Regions from separate parts of the Mus musculus genome. Here region 1 is linked to region 2. Evidence: chromatin contacts called from public ChIA-PET data. All regions are on one chromosome and are shown on one strand. The core of a region is the stretch at or near the end of the contact, and the rest is flanking DNA. Distances in the headings are between cores, read along the strand shown. Region 1 overlaps Ppp5c (protein phosphatase 5, catalytic subunit). Region 2 has its middle 5.1 kb from the start of Ceacam15.

Region 1 (4,361 bases), core at 1,798-4,297, 330 kb after region 2:
TCTCTGATGTTCCCAGCCAACAGTCCCACACATTCAGGTTGCAGGTGGGAAATCCACATAAGGTCTGTGTGGGTCCAGGCACTCCTCTCTGTGCCTGAGTCCACTCACCTGAGTCTGGGGGCTGCCGATTCCGCTCAATCTTTCGGATGTCATCCAGAGTGACACCATCTTCGCTGAATAGGCCTCCGTGCATGATCTAGGGGAAGCACGAGCCTCTGTGAGGGGAGGAGCCCCCGCTGTCCCCCCATCCCACCCTACCCCCAGCATGTTGCCTGCATGGTGGGAGAGGCCCTGAGACTCCTCACCAGCACTTTGCCATTGATACACTGCGCCAGCGGAAGCCACTCGAACACCTCGCTGAAGAGCTCATACATCTGGGCTGTGTACTTGGCCTTCACCTCGCCCTCGAACCCGTAGATCTGGTTCATGTTGTCTGTCTCGTGGTTGCCTGGCCATAACAGAAGAACAAGAGAGGACCCTCAGCCTCCAGTTTATTTATTATATACCTATCTGGTAATTTCAGGTACAGACCTGGGGACAAGATGGCATTGCTCAATGATAGCTGGCTGGCACTGAACCTTGATAATGAGAGCCCAGCTCAGTACTCAGATGGACCTTTGTGCTTAGATTAGTGTCCCCAGGAGGCTGTTCACACTGCTGTGTGTGCATTAGAGAAAGGCACCTTTCGTCCTTGAACCTTCTGTCTGGCATCTGCCAGCAGAGGGCACAGTGACCACCACACTGAGCTGCCTATGGCAAGTGCTGCCACCTCTTGTGGTGCTACTGGGGTGGTGCACAACCTGCTCAACCTTATGTGGTGGCCCCGCGGTGTACAGGCTTGCTGAATTCACCAAGTGCGTGGCTATACTACTCTAGGCTTTACAGATGAAGACAGAAGCCCAGGAGAGAAGGAGAAACCCTCCTCACCTCGAAGTAGATGGAAATGATCTGGATACAGGAGCTTAAAGCCGAAGAGGGTGAGGATCACTTCAACGGAGAAGGAACCACGGTCCACAAAATCGCCATTAAATATCTTTCTTGTTAAGGAAGCTGTGGTTCAGATGGCAGATGGGCCAGGAGGGCGCAGTCCTGTTCCCTTGGCTCCAAGGCTTCCATCTCCAAAGGGGGTGTATCCCTGGTCTGCCTTTGAACTGAAGCCCCAAGGAAACAACCTCACCTGTCTTGAGGAAGGCAATGGCAGAGCCTAGGCAGCCAGCTGTTCCCTAAGAGCAGTCCTCAAATTACAGGGGACAGGTCCTACCTCCCAAAAGCACAGAGCCTAGGAACCCTACACAGAAACTATCCCATGTCAAACATGTGAGAAAAGTCTGGGGTGTGGCTCAGTGGGTGGAAAGGATGCCGAACACAACAAAGCCTTGGGTTTCATGTCCAGCACTTAATCAACTAGGTGTAGTGGCCCATGTCTACAATCCTAGCATGAAGGAGATGGGAGGTCAAAAGCTCAAGACCAGCAGGAGACTCAACCAAACCAAACCAAACCGAACCGAACCGAAACAAAACAAAACAAAACAGAAACCCAAGGCAAACCAGCATCCTGCTCAAACCCCCCCCCCCAACCCTGTGAAGAAAACCCTATCACCCCATGGTACAGACGAAGGACAGGAGAGATGGCCTGCTGGGTGGAAGGGCTGGGTGGACAGGTGTACAGGGTTTAGTGCTGCCTGTGTGGTACTTTGTAGCAGGCGAGAGAGAAGCGGGGTGAGGCCTACAGGTGACTCGGTATCAGTAAGATGAGGTCCCTATGTTCTTCTCTGGTGGGGTCCCCCTGTCAACATGGGATAGTGCTGAGGATACATAGGGGTTGGTCTCTGAGGGTAAACCGTTGAGCTCAAATATGTTGAGGAGGTCGTAGAACTGGCCATGGGTGTCCCCGCACACTGTAATCTTCTCTGTCTGAAAGAAAAGAGGCCACCGGAGAGGGAGGGGCCCAGAGAGAGATGTGGGGAGGGGGCAGAGGGGAATGAGGGGTGAGAGGTCACAACAGACCAAGAAAATTCATGCAAGACACAATGGGAGGGACACAGCAATGAGGAAGGCAGACAAGGGGGAGGGAGGGCTGTCAGGTACAGAGAGGAGGGAAGGACGCTCAGGTGGGTTAATGAGGTCCTGAGCTGGGGGACCTCCCGACTGCTGCCCCGCTGAGACCACATGCACCCTGCCATCCTGGGCGCACCTCTTTCAGCGTCGTCTCCACCAGCGTGCTCAGCTTGCAGAGGACTTCTTTCACCTGTACTAGGATCTGGAAGACAGGCCAGACTTTAAGTGTGGCTGGCTGGGGTGGGAGTAAAAGCTGCTACCCTTCAGAGGCCCACAGAAAGCCTCAGATGCCTGGACTACTGGGTGCTACCCAGGGACAAGAGAGGTGGCCCTCAAGTGGTGATCTGATCTGGCCTATGTGTCATTTAAACATCATCATCAGGGGCTTAAGACATGGCTCAGCAGTTAAGAGCACTGACTGCTCTTCCAGAGGTCCTGAGTTCAATTCCCATCAACCACATGGTGGCTCACAACCATCTGTAATGAGATCTGATAGCTTCTTCTGGTGTGTCTGAAGACAGCTACAGCGTACTCATATACATAAAATAAATAAATCTTAAAAAAAAAAATCCTGAAGGAATCACACTACAGAGTGACAAGCAGCCTCCGTCCCCCGCCCCCGAGCGGGGTTATGGTTGCTCAGGCTGGTAGCACAGGAAGTGGCTTCTGTTAGGGCTAAGCACCAGGGGAAGGCAGCGGCCTCATCACAGGCGAGGCAGCACGTGTGTCTAGTTCTGTTGTAGAAATGACTTCTATAATCTGAGACCTGTCCAGCCCATGCACGTCCTCTCTTACTCCTGTCCCCAACTTAAGCCAACCACACTCTTCAAGAATTCCTCTGTCTCTGCTTCCTGAAGCTCTGAGCTCTGCCCGACACTCTGCCCAAGTGCTGTGGTATCAGATGAGGTCAGTGTAGCTCTCAGCACAGTGCCCAGCACAGCGCCTTGGCCTAGGCGGGCTGGCAGTGGCAGGCCCATTCCCGGGTCCCAGGTGTGTGTGGCACAGGAGTGGGTGTTACCTGGTAGGCGCACTTCCGGTGCAGTTTCTTCTGATCCTTGTACCACTGCATGAGGTCTTTCATGAAGGTGATTGTCACTTTGCCATCCTCAAGCTTGGGCCCGCTGTACTCATCTTCAATGGCTGGTGTATGGACAAGGGGGTTAGTGAGGGGCTTCAGCCGAGGAGGGTCAGGAAGGAGACCTGGTCCCCAGGGATGGCGTAAGAGATTGGGCAATGAAGTTTCCCACGGTACTGTGGTGCTCCTGATCTTAGGATCAGCTCACAACTCCTGCAATCCTGGGCCTCTGGCCAGTTGTAAGCAGTGGCTTCCTGCTTTGGCAACTGTCCTTTGGGGAGCTGTTCCCCTCCCTCTGCTCCACATTCTAAACTCAATTAGCAGTGGCTAAGGGGTGACTACTAAGTAATCTCTTCAGATTCAGAGCCCAGAGCACCTGCTCACCTTCGGGTGACATCGGAGTATGAGCCACCCTCCTCCCTAGTCCAGTGCATCAGCAGCACACAGCGCAGGGAGGGTTAGGCTGCACTGCACTCATTTGCCCATCTCAAGAATGGTGGGCACCATGCTCCACAAAGTCAAGGTCCACTGTGGCCGGAAAAAAGATGACGGCACACACCCTGAAGGACGAAGACCCAATTCTACATGTGGTATCCTCTCCTAGATAAACCCCTTGTAAACCAAGTTCCCCGAGTGCGTGTGTCTGGGAGGGAGACAGACATGCTTGCTAGCTCCTGACACATTCTTAGGTGGCAGGTCTTCAAATACGGTTTCTCCATCAACTCCTGGCTTCCAGGTACTGGCTCCTCCGTGTTAAGCAATGGCCAGTGCTTTAACCCAGTGTCTATGCCTACATAATGAAATCTCTATAAAAACTCTGAGGCAAAGACAGGTCTCTGGGAGCTCCTAGAGTCTAGGACCTAGGCAGCAGAACCCATGGAGGTTGCTGGAGGGCAGTTCTCATGCCCATGTGCCTTCTCTCTGCAGCTTTTCATCTGTAGATTGTGCAACAGACTGGTAAGGACCCCTGTGAGTTCTGTAAGTCACTCAACAAACTAATGAAACCTTAAGAGCAGATTGTGGGAGCCCTGATTCACACCCATTGGGTCAGAGGATGGTCAAAACAAATTTGGAACTTTGAACAAGCGTCACTGTGGCGGTGGCAGGTTCTGCACAAGCACCACGGCACACATACATACACACATACATACATACATATTCACTCACATACATACATACATACACATACATACATACATACACACACTCACATACATACACACACACA
Region 2 (3,825 bases), core at 1,187-3,686:
GGGACTCAAGGTCTCACTGAAACCTTCCTCAGGAAGATGGACATGCATCCTATTTCCAGGATTCCAGTCACTTCCTCCTGTAGATGTCATACTCCTGACACAACTGCTTCTGAAACACGTCCTGGGAAGGAAATCAGATTTGTGATAGCAGTGGTTACAGATAAGTTTCCATACACGCTCATCCTGCACTTAGTCCCTTCCCAGGCCTGGGAGACATCTGACACCTGCCTTCTGCATGTGACTTCTACCTTCAGGACATCTGGATGATCAGCTGTGTTTCAGTGTCAGAAAATCACGTAGAGAGGCCAGGGGTCCCTCTGGTATTGACAGACCCAAGCTAGGACTCAACAGAGGCCATTGCTGGGGAGAGCTGCAGTTCTTTGAGGGCACAGTGCACCTCCCAGCCTTGCTGCTCACACTGTGGTGTGAAGGACTGAACCATAAGGAGAAGGGGACAGGGATGGGAGGTGGAATGGACACGGGAGGGACAGAGCAGTGTCTTAGACACAGATCATGTGATTCTGGAGGGAGCTGCTGCCTGGGAGGAGGCTGAGCTCAGAGGAAGACAGCAGAGCTGAGAGCACAGCATGGAGCAAGGGAGCAGGGCTGAACCTGAAGCTGCTCTCCACACAGGGAGGACTGAGGAGGCAGCAGAGGCCTGGAAATCCCCCTCCCTCCTTCCCCTTCTCCCTCCCTTCCTCTCTTCCAACAAATGTCACCCTGATAACAAGGGCTTCTCCTCTCAGTATCATAAATAAGAAAGCCATCAGTGTGGGTGTGGGACCGCTGAACCCATCAGTAGGCAGGGAGACAATCGGGTGAGGTCAGAATGAAGTTCAGTTCAGCCAGAATTAGACAGACGCTGCTGGGACAAACTTCTGGAGCCTGACACTAGGTGGTTTTAGCTATATTTAAGCAGCACATCATGATTTGGGGGGAAAGTTTCCTGATGATAACTAACTCAGTCCCAAGGGTACAGCAAAGCTCAAGGCATGGTGACATTGAGACTCTCTACAGAGTCCATACAGCTTCTTCCATGAACATGGGTTCTGGTGACTTACAGACAGTGCTCAAGATGAGGGTCTGTGGAGAATGGCTGAGGTAAACAAAACGTCTGACCCTGAGATAACATAGCATTCACTTAGGCTGATGTAGAGTATGAGTGACCACTGCCATGAGGATGCTCGCTCGTATAGACTAAGAAGCAAGGCTCAAGTTGCAGGGGGAAGTCAGGGACACACACACATAGTACTCTGAGAGACTCAATGCAGCTGGCCTTACAGAGAGCTAGAGACCAGCAGGTTGTAAACTACACCCTTTCCCTGCGTTCCTGGAGGAAGACAGGCAAACACCTCCTTCCATTGAAGAGACAAGCCTGGGTGTTTAACTTTCCTGGCTTCTCCAAGGCTTACCTGTGTGCACAGGGACCTCTTACCCTCTACAGGTGGGAGATCCACATGCACAGGAAGCGGAAATAATTCCCTCAGCAGGGTTTGTTCAGATAGAGGGTCTGAGGTCGAGGTGGGGCCTGGAGTGGAGGAAGAGGATTATTCAGAAACAACAGGAAGTGGCAGAGTCTAGACGTGCCAGGGGCTCAGGGGAAGGAGAGGAGAACCCTGGAGAAGAGCCTCACCATGATGAAAATGAAGGGGGTGGGGGAGTGAGGGAGGAGGGGAGGGGATGAAGGGATGGAGGAGAGGCCACAGAACCTCTTCAGACAGTAGCCTTCATCTTAGCTCCCCATAGTTTTGTGTCCATCAGTTACATAAGGGCAACACCCCAAGCCCTTCCACATGTAGCTCGAAAGACCAAGAAAATAGGAAAAGAGACGTGACCATAGCTCACCTAGACTCAAGATAGATCTCCATTCTAATGAGGTACCTAGAGGCCTGGAGTCTTAGCCAATAAGCTTTCCTTTACAGGCATTCCTCCCTGCAAAAGGTATTTAATCTCAGGCCCACCCTGAGAAGTGGGGTACAGTTTTACACATCTACTTTCCACCATGACAATAAATGAATTGGGACCACAGACCATCTCTTTTCATCTGGATCCGCAGTGGGGAGCCACGGAGAAGGCCTTTGACTACAGAGCCGCTGTCTAATCTCTCCTAGATGGCCTCTCTACACTCCCAGTCACAACCACCACCAAGCCCAAGCTGCCGCCCTGCCAGAGCTCCTCTCTTTTTTTCCCCAGCCTAGGGTTAGATCCAGCCTGAGGGCCCAGATTCTGTTCTCAGTTCTTCTGAGACTTCCAGTGGCGCCTGGGTGTCCAAGAGCTTGGGATTCCATGACCCCAGCCTCTTCGCAGGCCCAGGGACCCTGAGTCAGCTCCAGCTGTTCCTGTACCTCAGACTGCTCTTTCCCAACCCTGGAGCAGTGTTCTGGGGGCTTCTCTGTGACTCAACACCCACCTGGCAATGGGGTGCGATAACCACAGTCAAACTCCCAGCATCCTGCCTCACCCAGCAGCCATGCCCTGTGGACCCACAACCCTACACTGTACCACATATAGGATGCTATTCAAAACATATACTGCCTTCTGAAGGACTCTTCCCTAGCCCTCCATGCTGCTGCCACTGTAATATCCAAAATGAATTCAAGACCACCCAGTACCCTTTCCCCTTTGAAAAGGACTTTCCAAACTGTACTAGCAGGCCAAGTGCAGAGCCAGATAAGGAAGCTGGCTGACTAAATAAAGTAAAAACATAGTTTTAGCAGTCAAAATGATTAAGCTTACAGCTACCAAAATAATGTTAGCTGTTCTCAGAGAAATAACCATAACAAAAATAACAGTTCTCAGAAGAAAAATCCCCCTACCCCACCCCACACTGAATTCTGAGAAAGACCACAAACCACCCTGACCTTGTTGCTAGAATTCCCCTGATGTTGATAGCCATGACTTAATAGCTGTGACGTTAATAGCTGACCCATAAGTTCAAAATGTACTATTGCTTTGCTGACCAATGCATAGTAACCTACCATGGGGGCAAGCAAAGTGAGTCACTAGGCCAGAGGTAGTCACTGTGCAAACCAACCAATGCCTGAAAGGGCTACTTGCTACACCAATGAAAATAAGCCAGCTACCCTGTTGCTCAAATCTGTCCCTTACAAATGTATAAAAAGTGTGTTCTTTCTTTGTTCTAGGTCTCTCCTCTGGCCTGTGTGCTGAGAGGGGAGTCCCCAACATGTTGGCTCAATAATAAAAATCCTCATGCAGTTTGCAGTGATGGTGGTTTCTGTGGTCTCTGTGAGTGAGGGTCTTTTGACAAACTCCAACACCACCTAATTGGCACTGTAACTGCGTGCATCTTCAATAGGCCATTCCATCTTTCTATCAGACCATCTGCTTCAGGATGGTGAGGGACACGGTAAGACCACTGGATTCCATGATTGTGGGCCCACTGTCACACCTCTCTGTCTATGTAATGATTTCCTTGGCCAGAGGCAATACTGTGGAATACCATGACAATGGATAAGGCATTTTGTAAGTCCATAGATGGTGGTTTTGGTAGAAGGAAAGGCAAATCCATAACCAGAAGTATCTACTCCAGTAAGAAAAAAATGTTGTCCTTTCCACAGATGAAGTGGTCCAATGTAGTCAACCAGCCACCAAGTTGCTGGCTGGTCACCTTGAGAAATGGTGCCATATCTGAGGCTCAGTGTCATTCTCTGCTGTTGGCAGATCTGGCATTCAGCAGCAGCTGTAACCAGGTCAGCCTTGGTGAGTGGAAGTCTGTGTTGTTGATCCCAAACATAACCCCCATCTCGGCCACCATGGCCACTTTGTTCATGTACTCATTGCGCAATGACAGGGATGGCTGGGGAG

What was found. ChIA-PET counts read pairs in DNA pulled down with a chosen protein or histone mark.
Region 1: an RNA polymerase II ChIA-PET map of memory CD8 T cells shows a contact between it and region 2, with 12 read pairs. The contact joins two enhancer-like sites. A contact is called at or near these places in 1 of 39 promoter capture datasets (pre-B cells), 1 of 484 Hi-C or Micro-C datasets (pro-B cells) and 1 of 115 datasets of contacts at active chromatin or transcription factors (memory CD8 T cells).

Annotation. Positions count from the first base shown.
Region 1 is chr7:17,006,799-17,011,159 of GRCm38.p6, forward strand. Ppp5c (protein phosphatase 5, catalytic subunit) reads right to left here. Exons shown (of 13, transcript NM_011155.2): 4 at 3,077-3,198; 5 at 2,195-2,260; 6 at 1,816-1,914; 7 at 928-1,033; 8 at 306-448; 9 at 109-196. Among named protein-coding and RNA genes, the nearest start is that of Ccdc8, 15 kb to the left of the region's middle. Within about 2 kb of position 3,048, at least 47 of the 459 cell types and tissues checked have an H3K27ac peak or open chromatin away from gene starts, as enhancers often do. A contact at or near this core is called in memory CD8 T cells, where this site is marked.
Region 2 is chr7:16,678,860-16,682,684 of GRCm38.p6, forward strand. No RefSeq gene overlaps it. Among named protein-coding and RNA genes, the nearest start is that of Ceacam15, 5.1 kb to the left of the region's middle. Within about 2 kb of position 2,437, at least 21 of the 459 cell types and tissues checked have an H3K27ac peak or open chromatin away from gene starts, as enhancers often do. A contact at or near this core is called in memory CD8 T cells, where this site is marked.